Linked DNA regions of Mus musculus: regions 1 and 2 are each linked to region 3. Evidence: chromatin contacts called from public Hi-C and promoter capture Hi-C data. All regions are on one chromosome and are shown on one strand. The core of a region is the stretch at or near the end of the contact, and the rest is flanking DNA. Distances in the headings are between cores, read along the strand shown.

What was found. Promoter capture Hi-C pulls out the DNA fragments that hold promoters and counts their contacts. A called contact is a pair of places that touch in the nucleus more often than the background predicts.
Region 1: a Hi-C map of the HPC-7 cell line shows a contact between it and region 3, with 2.3 times the contacts expected there. The contact joins the enhancer-like site here to the promoter of Scml4 in region 3. A contact is called at or near these places in 14 of 39 promoter capture datasets (the 3T3-L1 cell line, the C10 cell line, cranial neural crest and 10 more), 2 of 15 datasets of contacts at CTCF or cohesin (CD8 T cells and the NIH/3T3 cell line), 14 of 484 Hi-C or Micro-C datasets (B cells, CD4 T cells, CD8 T cells and 8 more), 10 of 115 datasets of contacts at active chromatin or transcription factors (the 230-238 cell line, CD8 T cells, DN3 thymocytes and 3 more) and 3 of 9 other capture datasets (adipose tissue, liver and pancreatic islet).
Region 2: a contact with region 3 is called in a promoter capture Hi-C map of pre-B cells, with 2.6 times the contacts expected there. The contact joins the enhancer-like site here to the promoter of Scml4 in region 3. A contact is called at or near these places in 3 of 39 promoter capture datasets (HPC-7-derived erythroid cells, macrophages and pre-B cells), 7 of 484 Hi-C or Micro-C datasets (CD4 T cells, CD8 T cells, CD8 central memory T cells and 3 more), 4 of 115 datasets of contacts at active chromatin or transcription factors (the 230-238 cell line, CD8 T cells, the SCID.adh cell line and 1 more) and 2 of 9 other capture datasets (adipose tissue and liver).

The regions. Positions count from the first base shown.
Region 1 is chr10:42,911,890-42,915,930 of GRCm38.p6, reverse strand. It overlaps Scml4 (Scm polycomb group protein like 4), which reads right to left. Exons shown (of 9, transcript NM_172938.3): 3 at 3,700-3,914. The coding sequence starts at 3,855. Among named protein-coding and RNA genes, the nearest start is that of Gm34006, 45 kb to the right of the region's middle. Within about 2 kb of position 1,565, at least 13 of the 459 cell types and tissues checked have an H3K27ac peak or open chromatin away from gene starts, as enhancers often do. A contact at or near this core is called in the HPC-7 cell line, where this site is marked.
Region 2 is chr10:42,823,293-42,827,794 of GRCm38.p6, reverse strand. Sec63 (SEC63-like (S. cerevisiae)) reads right to left here. Exons shown (of 21, transcript NM_153055.3): 19 at 3,816-3,914. Among named protein-coding and RNA genes, the nearest start is that of Scml4, 35 kb to the left of the region's middle. Within about 2 kb of position 1,679, at least 22 of the 459 cell types and tissues checked have an H3K27ac peak or open chromatin away from gene starts, as enhancers often do. A contact at or near this core is called in the 230-238 cell line, pre-B cells and uterus, where this site is marked.
Region 3 is chr10:42,858,914-42,863,550 of GRCm38.p6, reverse strand. Scml4 (Scm polycomb group protein like 4) reads right to left here and starts at 3,039. Exons shown (of 9, transcript NM_172938.3): 1 at 2,698-3,039. It overlaps Gm34006 (a long non-coding RNA gene), which reads left to right. Exons shown (of 3, transcript XR_380280.4): 3 at 895-1,145.

The sequences.
Region 1 (4,041 bases), core at 316-2,815, 54 kb before region 3:
GATGGTGGTCCCACTACTTGAAGATAGTAAAGTCAGTGCATCTACAGGACAGAAGGGTTTGCTTACAAAGATCAAGGTGTTTCCTAGTCATGGAATATAAGGGACTTTGCCTGCTGCCCTTGCTAGGGTTTCTGAGCTGAGGACCCAACTGAGATGCTAAGAGGTAAATATTCCGTTTGAAACGAAAAATGCTGTCACATGACAGAGTACAGCTCTTTCTAGAAACTATGGGTTCAGAGATTATCTGTGTCCTTTCCCAAGGTGACAATGGACAGCAAGGCTCAGTGGTGAGTAGACCCCAGTAATATGGCAGCAGGCTCTATACCATAAGAGACTCAGCCAGATGGTCCAGGATGGGTCAGGGGCTGTGAACTCCAAGGGACTGACATCTGTCCTCCAGCTTGATCCTTCCTTTTCTACAGTCGACCCGTGTTAACATCAGTCTCAGAAACACTCAGACATCCAACTGTCAACTAGGCTCAAGGCCAGGAGCAAGTGAGGTTCTCAGAGAGCGGCTACCTATGCAGGAACAGAGGGGACCAACAGAGGCACTTGGGGAGATATTGTAATATTGTTACATTGTGTTCGTTGTGTTAATATATTATCAGATTGTATCAAGTTATTGCTACCTTTTCCGTGTTTCCGCCTGCAAATCCCTTCCTTTTTGTCTCTAAGGGTAGACACTACCAGAACTGAGCTTGCAAAGACTGGTTACAGTGAATGTAAAGGGCACAGAAGAGCTTCCTTTCTTTGACAAATAATTTTTATTTATTCTTAAGCAATTTCATACATGTCTAATGCATTTGGATCCTGCTTGCCCCAGATTGCTTTCTCTTCTCCCCCTCCCCTCCTCATGGAGCCCTTCCCCATCCACTCCCTACTCCAATTTTATCTATCTATCTATCTATCTATCTATCTATCTATCTATCTATCTATCTATCTGAGACAGGGTCCTACTGTTGATTCCAAACTTATCTCAAACTCTCAGACTCCAAGAATCCTTCTGCCTCCAGACAGCTAGGAATATAAGCCCGCCCCTCTGTATCCACGCCCAAGAAGCATTTTCTTAGTAATAAAATGCACGATCATTAAGGCCAGACCAAGCAAGATCTTACTGTGCTGAGTCAGTTTAAAACAAAGCAAAACCAAACCAACTCCTGCCTCCCTGACTGTGTCCCAGATAATCAAAATTGCCAAATTAGTGGCCACTTGGTAAATGGAGTGAGACTGTACAATTTACTTGCTCGCATTTCTACAATTAGAGTCCTGTCATTAATGGTAAAATGGGGTGTCGCCAAAGTAAAACCGAGGAGGTTCTGTTAGCAACTTTGTTTTTGCCAACTGAGAGCATTTTAAATTACCAGAGCTTCAAAAACTTCCTTTCACCAGCATGTATTTTAGAATAAAGGGTAATCTTTTGAGGAAATCATTTTAGCTTTACAAAGACTTTCACATGGTCCTTATTTTTCCTTTGTCATCATTGATGGGTGACAGGGTCACACAGACAGGAACTGTTCTTCTAGGACACAAGGCTTAAGACCTACCGAGTTGTCTGCGGGGGCGTGGTCTGAGATAATGTCCATGCATCTTCCTAGCTATTCAGGAAGTAGGCTCAAAACCAGAGGTGGCCTCTTGTTCCCACGAAAGAAATTCACCGAGAGGTGGAAACAGAATTGCTAGCTTTGTGCAGGGTCTGTGTGTTAGCCAGCGAACCTTAGCTGTGCTCTGCTCTGAGGTGTCCTGGATATCAGGGACACTGAGAGGTGTCCCTGAGTGTTAGGGACACTGAAAAAAAAAAACCCTTTAAGGAGGTAGGAAACTTGCAAAGTAAGTCAGGTTTGTTCCGTGTGGGTGAGCTGCCATTTATTTGTCTTGGCTCAAGAAATACTGTGTCTGTTGGTAATTTTCATTCTTGGGTCACAGACCCCAGGGGACCAGGAAGAAGGCCAGAGAAGTTTTACTATGTTTTCTTGGAACTTGAACTTGCTCCTTGGGTCTATGAAACACAAAGCCTGTTCTGCCCCACCCCCCCACCCCCAAACACAATCCCCAGACCCCAGCAATGGCACAGGTAGGCGGCTGAGCAGGCACAAGTACCCAGGCTAGCTTTCTGAGACCAGACGCACAATCCTAAAGACATATTGCCGTGAGCTTTCCTGACAGAGGTTTCCCTGTCAGAAAAATGACCTGATAGAAGAGTTGATGAAGAAGAGCTTTTTTTTTAAAAAAAAAGAAAAATACTGTGTGCTAAAGACAGGTTCAGCAGTTCATAGCACATACTGCTTTCCCAAAGGACCCAAATTCTCTTTCCAGCTCTCACATGAGGTGGCTCACAACCACACACACACACACACACACACACACACACACACACACACACACACACACACACACTTTTTGAGAAATTAAATAAGGGGCTGGGAAGATGGTTGAGCCATTAAGAGCACTGGTTGCTTTTGCAGAGGATCCAAGATCAATCGTGGTGGTTCACAACCATCTGTAACTTCTCTCCTAGGGGATCCCACGCCCTCTTCTGGTCTCCTCAGGCATTGCACACATATCTACACACATTCTAGCAAACATTCATACAATAAAATAAAAATAAATGACGTCTCCAAAAAAAAGTTAAGAAAACTAAAGTAAATTTGAATAACCAACAACCTTTTCCCCACGACTGTGTTTTTGCATTTGAAAGGATTGCAAAGAAGGAGAAGGATAAAGGTTGAATTCATTATCTGATCTTCACAAGCTCTTTCTGCTGACCTGAAATAATTTCCATACATTTTCCTAATACTTGAGAGTTAATTGCCAATTTGCATTTTGGTTGCAGAATTCAGGTCTCAAGATGGAGACACCAGTTTCATTTCATGAAAACTACGTGGGAGACAACTACTGATGCTCTTCTTCTAGAGCCCAGAGGCTGGCGGAGAACAAGCTTCTAGCTTTCCCTCACTTAGCCAGCCCTTCATAAAGTGTCACAGACGGCGGCTGGCCCCTGGGCTTGGGTGGGGTTGTAGGATTGGAGTTACATCATCAGATCTGTTTCCCACCATAGCCTCTCCCTCCATATTGTTAGTCCTTATGATGCTCTCAGGACTCTGGTGGCTATGCATCTGCCTCTTGGCAGCCAAATTGGACATCAGCATCTTTTATAAGCAGAAAACTATAATCCAAACCCCAGGAGTCCTGTGCTAAATCTCTGTCCAGGAAGCTTCATTGCATCTTTTGACCCTGGCCTACTTATGACATTACTTTAAATGTGTCAGGAATATCAACTGTTTCCACAAAACAAAATCAAAAACAAAAAATCACCACAGATAAATTCTAGTAGCTTCAAGAGCCACCCTGCTGATCATAGTCAGGGGACAGCTCAGCCCTCGACACTCTCATTTAGATGCAAGCTTAATAATATGTGTTTAGCAACAGCCCTAAAATCTGCTCAACGTACAGCTTCCCCATCTGCTGTGATTTGTTTTCTCCATTTGTTTAAAAAAAAAAAAGCACACAACAGTGTGCTGTGTGTGCCTTGTTGCCTCGTTGCCCCTATGAGACCTTGCCATCACATTCTCTATTGAGAGATGTGTTTCTCAGCCTGTTTTCCCAGGCCCCTGTCTTCCATGGCATTCTGCAGCAGAGCTGTGCCCGAGCCCCAGCGCCCCAGCCCAACATGATGCGGGATAAGGGGATGGTGAGGCGTACCTTGTACCTGGGCTTCCGTCCTCTCTTCTTTGGGATTGTCACTGCTGGCACAGAGGCAGCAGAAGCAGAATAGAGGTTATGGACGGCCATCTGCACCCGTGTGGAGTGAAGTGGAGGCCGGCCACGTTTCCTCCCTGGCACCCTCTGTGTCTGCATCTCTGCTGGTGCCAGTCTTACTGCGTGAGAAGGCAAACCACACGCAGGCAAGAGAGGTCCTGGGAATTAGTTCAGATAGAAAGAAAAACAAAATTGGAAATGTACGCCTGGTTTCAGAGCACATAGATCTGATAGTGATTTGTGCACACCTACCACTTACAGGAGGAAGACGGGGTCTATGTAAGT
Region 2 (4,502 bases), core at 430-2,929, 34 kb after region 3:
CACACACTGTCATAATAACAAACAGCACGTGTGAGTTCCATCTCATCTATTATAAACTCTAAACAAAAAGGAAATCAAATTAAGCAGAACTACTGGGGTTCATTTCTATGTACACAGCTCAAGAAAGCATATTAAATTCTATGCTGCCACCTTAACACTCAAAAGAAATGCAATAAAGAATGAAAGTATGAATAAATGAAAGGTTAAATAGACTTGGCTAGATAAAAAGTAATTTTTGCCAAATTCTATTTCCATAATAAATTATTTATGCCTTAAAAATCCAAAAAGAACACTTCAAGACTCAGGGAGGAAGGTGCAGAAAGAATGTAAGAGCTGGAGCAGGGATCTGCTGCAGAAAAGAGTCTTGAGGACATGACAGGGCCGCTGAACTCCCAACTCACTGCAGCGGTGGTTATACCACATAAGCCAGCAAGACCCAAGACTCCCAAGGGACTGCTGCTGGCAGTTAACAGTTGCTGGGGACGAAGGTGCCCACTTTCCAGTAAACAGCTTTTCACCCACGTTCATGCGAGCATCCAAATGAAACTCAGTAGGAAACATACAAATACACACACACACACACACACACACACACACACACACTTACTTGTTGGGAAAAAGGGCTTCAAAGGGCAAGGGAAGAAGAAATCAGAGGGAAGAATAGATACAAAACAACTAAAAATCACTATATTCATATATGAAACTCAAAATTATGAAAACAAATTTAAAAAGAATTACATATTTTTACTCCATTATATTTCAATAAATGATTTGTTAGTTTTAATAAGGCCCTTTACTACCCTAACATCTATCCATAGCAGAAAAATAAAGTATAAATTACATAAAACTATATAAAAACAAGCCCAAAAGGATATTAAATTTCCAATCAAGTCATAAACAAATACAAACAGTAACATAGCTTTAGAGATTTCAATTCCATATGAGAGTAAAAATGCATATTTAAAATAACATTTCTATACTCTAGTTATCTGCCTCCAGTCTCCAAATTCCAGATTTTTGTAGCCAATATTATAAATTAATATAGGTCATTGTGGTGAGAATCTGTAACCCCAGACCTTGGAAAATTGGGGCCCGAAACAAATAGGGGGAATACTCATGTTCATGTTTAAAGACTCACTTCCTCACAATAAAAGAAAGACATCCAAGTTAAGAGATAAATAAAAACAAGGGAACAAACGTACACACAAAAATATGCCCGACCTCACTGAGTGTCTACTTTCACTGTTAAAACAAATTCAGACTATAGAATAAAAAGTGATTTACAGCCAAACCATCACTGCATGCTAAACATTTGGTAAAAATATCCAGAGAACAGTACGATGCCCAAATAACATACCACAGATGAGGTTCACCAAACACTCTGGAAGTAAGGAAACCTTATCACTACAAATGGGGACAAACACACACAACGTGTGACACATGAAATATGTGACCAGTAAGAAATGTAGTGAGTAAGCAGTGAGACAAGTTACACTGATACTCTAACAAAACAGCCTGGCGGAGTCTTGCAAAGGATTGTATGAAGAAACAAAAAAGGAGCTGCAAGTTCTGACTCCAGTGATCGCCACGCTTGGCTGGCGTGTATGTACCCAGAGAAAAAAGGACTGAGAACAAAAACCAAGTGACCTTCCTTTTGCTTGTGAACTTGAAGAGGAAGCAGAGCCTGTGGCAGATATGCAGGGCCATGAACTGAACTGTGACGCTGCATCACATCAGTGCTCACTCTTAACAACTGCATTACACTTGTGGCAAGAGACTGTAACTCAGGAGATCCAGGCCCAAGTTTTATTGTTAGAAGAAAAAAGGTCGGTTGTGAAGCACAGTATTTGCCAACTTTTGTGTAAAAATTTGGGGAGGGCAAATAATCTGTATATTATCTACATAAATACCACAAGGAAAATACATTAAAAATGGAGTGCTGGGCAGTAGTGGCACACGCCTTTAATCCCAGCTCCCAGGAAGCAGGGGCAGGTGGATCTCTGTGAGTTCGAGGCCAGCCTGATCTACAGAGCTAGATCCAGAGCACCCAGGACCACATAGAGAAATCCTGTTGGTGAGGGAGCCCCAGTAACAACAAAATAGATGACATGAACTGTGTAGGCGAGCCGAGCACTTGCCTGACAAGGAGAATTGCAGACTGGGAGTGGAAACAGACTGAGAGAAGTGTGTTGCAGTCAACAAAGTTGAAAGGAATTGAAGATCTAAAGAGTGTTTTGGCATGGAGATACAGAATTTAAAGTTTGCCCTTCTGGTTTTAAGACTTGCCCTGGCCCATTATTTCTTCACTATGTTCTCTTCCTTCCTTTTGAAATGACAATGTTTATCCTGTGCCATTGTATGTTGGAAGTATATGATCTGCTTTTTGATTTTGACCTTATAGGGGGATACAGTTAAGGAAACTGCCATGAATTTCAGAAGAGAATTTGAACTTTAAAACAATGTTGAGACTGTGTCAGATTATGGGGAATTTTGAAGTTGTGCTGAACCCATTTTTATATTATGATATGGCTATATATGGGGGTAGAGAGTGAAGTGTGGTGGTTTGAATAAGAATGGCCTCATATGCTCATATATTTATTGAATGTTTAGGCATCAGGGAGTGGCTCTATTTGAGAAGGATAAGGAGGTGTGGCTTTGGGGGAGGAACTGTGTTACTGGGGGTGGGCTTTGAAATTTCAAAAGCTCATGCTAGGCCTAGTCTCCCTTTCTCTGCCAACAAATCAAGATACAGCTTTCAAATACTTCTCCAGCACCATACCTGTCTGCTGTCATGCTCCCTGCCATTATGCTAATGGTCTAAGCTCCTGAAACTGTAAGTAAGACCCCCCCACTGAATTCCTTCCTATGTAAAAGCTGCCTTGGTTATGATGTCTCTTCACAGAAAAAGAACAGTAATTAAGAAAGATCAACTTTAAATCTGGATCATTTAAGGTCAGAAGACCCACCCTAAACCTGGGCCACACCTTCTAGTGGTAGCTTATATAAAAGACATGGAAGACAGCAGCTTTTGCTCTTTATCTGCTTGCCCTCACTCTTATTGGCAAGTTCATATATCCTACTGCTTTGGGATTCCAACATACACTGAAGACCATCTGAGACATCCAGTTTTGTGGACTGTTGAGAGACAGCCATTGTTGTACTAGCTGGACCACAGCCTGCAAACCACTCATACACACATCCACACACACATCCATATACCCCAAGATACAGTAGAACAGAATACAGCTTCCATGAGTAAACAACTTATTGAGTAAATGACCCTTCATCACAAACTTGAGAGCTACAATACAATCTATGATTAACCCTTTGATGGCAACATAATTTGATGACATATTGAAAGGTGATGGGCAATAGGAGGCAGACCCTGGCTAGAGGAAGTGGGCCACAGAAGGGGTGTGCCTATGAAGGGTCTATCTTGTCTCCTATCCTTTCCCTATTCTCTCTGCTTCCCGACTGCTATAAGAACAAGTTTACTTCTGTGTCTTAACCTTGTCATGAAAGTAAAAGTAAAGGACTATTTGTCAAACATGGATGACCCTTCTGAGATTAATCCTCCCTTCCTTAAAACAAAACAAAACAAAACTATTTTCATTCTAAATTAGATGTGTGTGTGTACATACACATAAGTGCAGGTATCTGGAGAGACCATCATGTACCCCAGAACTAATGTTACGGGCTGGCCCCAACAAAAACAAAGAAAATGCAATGAGCAAAATACAGTAAGCCACATTATTAAAATTTTAATGAAACATCATAAAGGTAAGATATTAAAACAAATATTGTTGGCTAATTACCTCTTCTGTATCCTTCAGTGTGCACACATGATATGGCATGGATATTAATGTTTGTTCTTTCCTATCTGCAATATAAAGCCACCACCACTCTTGTTTTTCCTGCAAAGGGGAAAGAAAGAAAGAAAAAAAAAAAAAAAGAGTATGAGTTATCAGAAAGAACTGGAGAAACAGTTTAAATTTGTCTTGATTTTGAAAATGCTATCCTTGTTACAATCTTAATACTGATCCAGGCACTGTATCAACAACGACTGCAAGATACATTCATTCATTCATTCATTCATTACTCCCCAAATAATTTTTGGAGTTTCAACAACCCCATAAAGGCTACTAATAGATCTCAATCTTAAAAATCCACAGTTTTTTTAAAAAAGATTTATTTATTTATTTATTTATTTATTATATGTAAGTACACTGCAGCTGTCTTCAGACACTCCAGAAAAGGGCATCAGATCTTGTTATGAATGGTTGTGAGCCACCATGTGGTTGCTGGGATTTGAACTCAGGACCTTTGGAAGAGCAGTCGGCACTCTTACCAGCTGAGCCATCTCACCAGCCCCACAGTTTATTTTAAAATGACAAAAGGTATTCTAAAAAAGGGAAACACTTTATATTAAACAACATCATAACGTATAAGTAGAAGGGACTTGGGCAGCGTAATACATTAAACATTGTATCTGTCATCTATAT
Region 3 (4,637 bases), core at 1,790-4,289:
AAATTTAGAGTAATTTACTAGACACCCTGGCGGCTTCTATAACTTTATATTTGTACCAAACCACCTGATTTTTCCTCATCCTAGGGACCATTTAGATCCCCCCGACTCTCCTCACCTGTCTCTGAAAGCAACAAAAACATTTTAAAAGGAGAAACGCGTGAATCTCAAAGTCTCTTGGGAGACTTCGGGATTAAGACATAAAATATCCAAACTTTTTTTTTTTTTAAAGTTTTCTCAGAAACACTGAATTTGCCCATCAATAGAAGGAAGTCTGTGTGCTCACACCTGACAGGCACCTGTTCTCATGAACATCACTCCTGAAACAGGAAAACGATTTTACTCTTCCCTGGTGGGAAAGGGATCTGTCTTCCTCCTCATCCCAAATCCATTCTCAAATCAAATCTAAGAATATGAAACAGGAGGAAGCTAGAATTCTGATCTCTAAGGAGCACCGAGCCAGCTACCCAGAGGTCATGAGGTGCTGAAACTTTCAGAGGTAGCTGCTTGTTCTAAAGTGTGCGGCACAAGGGGTGTGTACATGTGTGTGTGGTATGCCCTTGGCTCCAGAAAAACTGCAGATAAGACCTAAGAAACACTCTGAATTTTGTGTTCCACACCCCGCTTTCCAACAGAAAAGCTATTCTTCAGTGAGCATTCCTTGTTATGTTTCCTTAAATTTATTGCAGTTAAGCATTCGAGATGTAACATTAAGATTAAAAGAAACAAATAAAAACTACTATGTTATGAAAGGTTTAAGGCAATCTGGTCATGATTTTCCAACCATCTAGTCAAAAAAATATTAAAACTTCTGTCTTTGTCCTTCAGGGTATTGTTCAAATTTTTATCACACGCAAGCAGTATTGAATATATTAAAAGTCCTTGGGTTTTTTTCAGTTGGCAAGATCAAAGCGGAGGAGCTGAGGTGACAACCTTTGAGTTTGGCTTGTTTCCTAGATCGCCTATGACCTCCAACCTTCAGCCCCACAACGAGAAGAGAAGCAGAAAGTGAAACTACTGTTGCTCTAGCAGAGAACAGCAGCCGCAGAAGAACTGTGCAGATGAAAGCCGAGCTTGCCCGCTCGTTCTTCCTGTCTCGTTATTGCTCATATATAGCTTTTAAGGAAATAAAAGTAATTTTGGTGACACGGGTAAGACATTTAAATGTGGTAAAACAACTAAGATTTGGGATTTTGTTGGATCTGTGTTTCCTCTTATGACACAAATCAGACAGGCAGATTTGGAGAAGGTTTCTACACACACACACAGTCACAATGTTAAGAGTGAGAGAAACACATTCATGTTTTAATAGTAGTTGACAGCTATATTTTAAAGGTAGACTGTAAAGCTACCAAGCGGCTTCTCTGCACGGGGCATCAATGTTTACATTTTAGCTGCATTTTGATGCTACGCAGTGCTAGTTTTCTAGGTAATTGCCACCCAGTAGCTGTTACTCAGATCGACTGAGCCACTTCTACCAAGCAACAAGCACACAAAATGTTCCATAAAATACTGTCTAAATCAGGCACCTTCTCCTCTACAGCCATCTCCATACTTCTACATGTTCTCCAGACATTCCGTTTTGTTTTGTTCTTAATGAGAAAAAAGTCTTGAGGAGGGAAAGACATCTATGTCTCTTACCCTTCAAAAAAAAATGTTCCTTAGTTGAGAAAGGAATTAAAAACATGGAACACACAACAACCACATCTGGATCACTTTTCAAGCATCCCAGCTACAAAGCCCCATTTCTCAGAGAGCTGCTGATGGTCCTAGCCCTCTTGAGAAATGTCATGACCCTAGAAAGACAACACAGCAAGCCGCCACCTCTGGCTTATTGTCGAAAATAACGGCAAGAACTTAGACTCAAGCGCATCAATGATGAGTGAAAACTGCTAACTCAGCAGCCATACCCACTGGTCCTGTCCATCCGCAGAGCAACCTGTAGACGACACCCGGGGCTGCAGGCAGAATGAGTGGAAGCTATTTGGGGTCACATAGGACTGTGTGAGGGGAGGAGGTGACTTTGTCTTTGAACTTGGGGAAACTCCAAACATTCCATACTAACCTGTTAGTTATTTCCTCCTAAAAAAACTAATAGCAGGAACTTGCAAACAATTAATACTCTCCTTATCTATGACTGGTACATCAGCAACCAACAAAAACACATGAAATATCCCATCTGCAGCATTCAACACAAGTAAATAAAATTCAATTTGAAAACAAATGCTTTGATGAGTGCTTATATCACAGCCAATTTTAATAATCAATTTTAGGTAAATATTTGTAACCTAATCCATACTACAAATTTTAAATTAATAATACAAAATAAGACAAAATTATTATTAGGAAAAAAACCATATTCATGTTTGAAATAATAAAAAATTTGCACATATTTACATATAGACTTAAAGAGAGGTTAAGTGTATACATGTCAAAAATGGTTATAAACTGTGTTTTTACTTTAAATCTCCCTTTGATATATAGTTAAAAAAAATCAAACATTATATTTTGCATGTTAGGATCCGAAGTTTACCCACCGGGCTCAGTAGTTTTAGCACCAGACACTCGTGCATTGCCAGAGAGGCAGGCATGCAAACCCTCCCAAATAAACTAAAGCAGGTAACCTGTTGTGCCGCCAGCCCAAAGAGAAGGAGCCATACAATGTACCACAGCACACCCGCCAGCATGCGTCTCCCTTACCTACAGCTTGGTCACAGAGCCCTGACCAGGGTGTTGCTTGCTGAGGTCTGGAGTGGTGGCTTAGAAGACAGGTGACTTCCTGCACACACACTGCGAGTATGGCACAAGCTATCTTCCACCCGTGTGCTACGCCTGCCTCACAGCTAGTCGCCAGCAGCCCAGCTCGCCGCCGCTGCAAACATCTCATTAGACTAATGCATTCAGTACAGGCAGAACACTCGATTTACCATAGCTACAGCAGTGAATTTCCATTACGATGACAGCTTCAACCACATCATGTCCGGAAAACCAGCCAACCGCTGGCTTCTAAAGAACACACACACATTTTACATGCAGAAAGCGAGGACTCTGTGTGTGTGTGTGTGTGTGTGTGTGTGTGTGTGTGTGTGTGTGTGTGTGTGTGTTATTTCTTTCCTCTGTACAGACAGACCAGCTAAGAGAAATACACAGCACAGCTTTTTGTGAACAGCAGCCGCCAGGTAATGATACTTCTGCTTCTTAGATAGTTACTTCCTTGTAAGAAACTGAATTATGTCACAATAGTCAGAATGGGTGTTTCCTGCATTTCAGTTTTCATTACCCCTCCTCCGTTGCCATAGAAACCAGACTGTAACATCATCTCTTTGTCCCAGTCTTGCAGCAGTGAGGGCCACACCAGGCTTATAAGACTGTTACGATCTGACAAGGCTAATGTTTGGCTTTGGGGGGAAAAGAAGAAGAAAGAAAGAACAATGGTATACCAACAGAAAGCCTGTGTGTTGTCAGAGGTGTGGACCTGTACTGATGACACACTGTGGCTGTACCTGTTAGCTCTAAAGCTGCCTATCCTACGTTTAATCCACATCTGTGTGTGCACATCTGGAAGTGTTTCTCCATGCCCAAACACTCTTGGGACCTGCCTGGGAAAGGGCTGCTGTCTCTCCTCCATACCCACTGCCTGTCCACTAAACCAGTTTACACCAGAGAAGGTGCCTTTTCTCCTCCCTTCTTTTTATAAAGTGAGTCGAGGTTTTCTGCTGCTGACTTGACTCATCTGGGGAAATGGGATGTGTCTCAAGTGTGTCTTATAAGATACCTGGTTTACAAATACAGGCTGTCTACCGGGTTTGCTTTTAGGGACAGGGAGCATGCTTGTAGCCAGGACTGACATTAAACTAATTTGGAAGGTCTGGGTCACAGCTTAGCCAGTTACTGAGTATGAAAAATTAAAAAGGACCTACAATTTGAATGCATATGTAGTGTGAAGTAAATTTGTCCCCTCAAATTAAATAGATACAGGAAATTGATGTTTTTTTTAAGTCAAAGCATTATCCTTACTAAGAAAGAAGGAATTCCCTGGGTGGCATGTGTCCTTTCTGCCTAGGTCCGCTGCCTGCCACAGCCCTGACTCCTCTGCCCCAAGGTGGTTCCCAGGCTGGCCGGGGCCTGGCCCAGCTTGGATGGCAGTCTCCATTCCTACCAAGTGCCATAAAGAGTCAAAAATTTGTACCAACAGTGTAGTATGTGTCCCCTTTGACATCCAAGGGAATCAAAGGCTGATTAGTGAAACAAGATTGGCCCATAGAAGCTCTCAATAAATTTCTATTTTATGAAAGATACAGACAGTTTGGCCCAAGTAGAAATTATTAGGGTTATGGGACTGGCTTTGGACTGAAATTCATGATGTAGAAATGGAAAAGTAACACGTTCACAACAAAGTGCAGACTCACGCTGTTAAGGAACGTAGATGGGAAGAGACATAGAGCTCTCTCCTCATGGGAAGAGGCCTTAGGGGAGGCGGTGAGCTGCCGAAGACAGCATCATGGCTCGCCACTGACCTACAGCAACCCTTTTGGACTCGTATTTAAACTATTGAGGGTTTTTTCCTTTGGAAATAAATATGTTATAAAACTGAAGGGGAAAAGTAAAAATGAAGACAAGGAAAAGAAGGAATCCACATC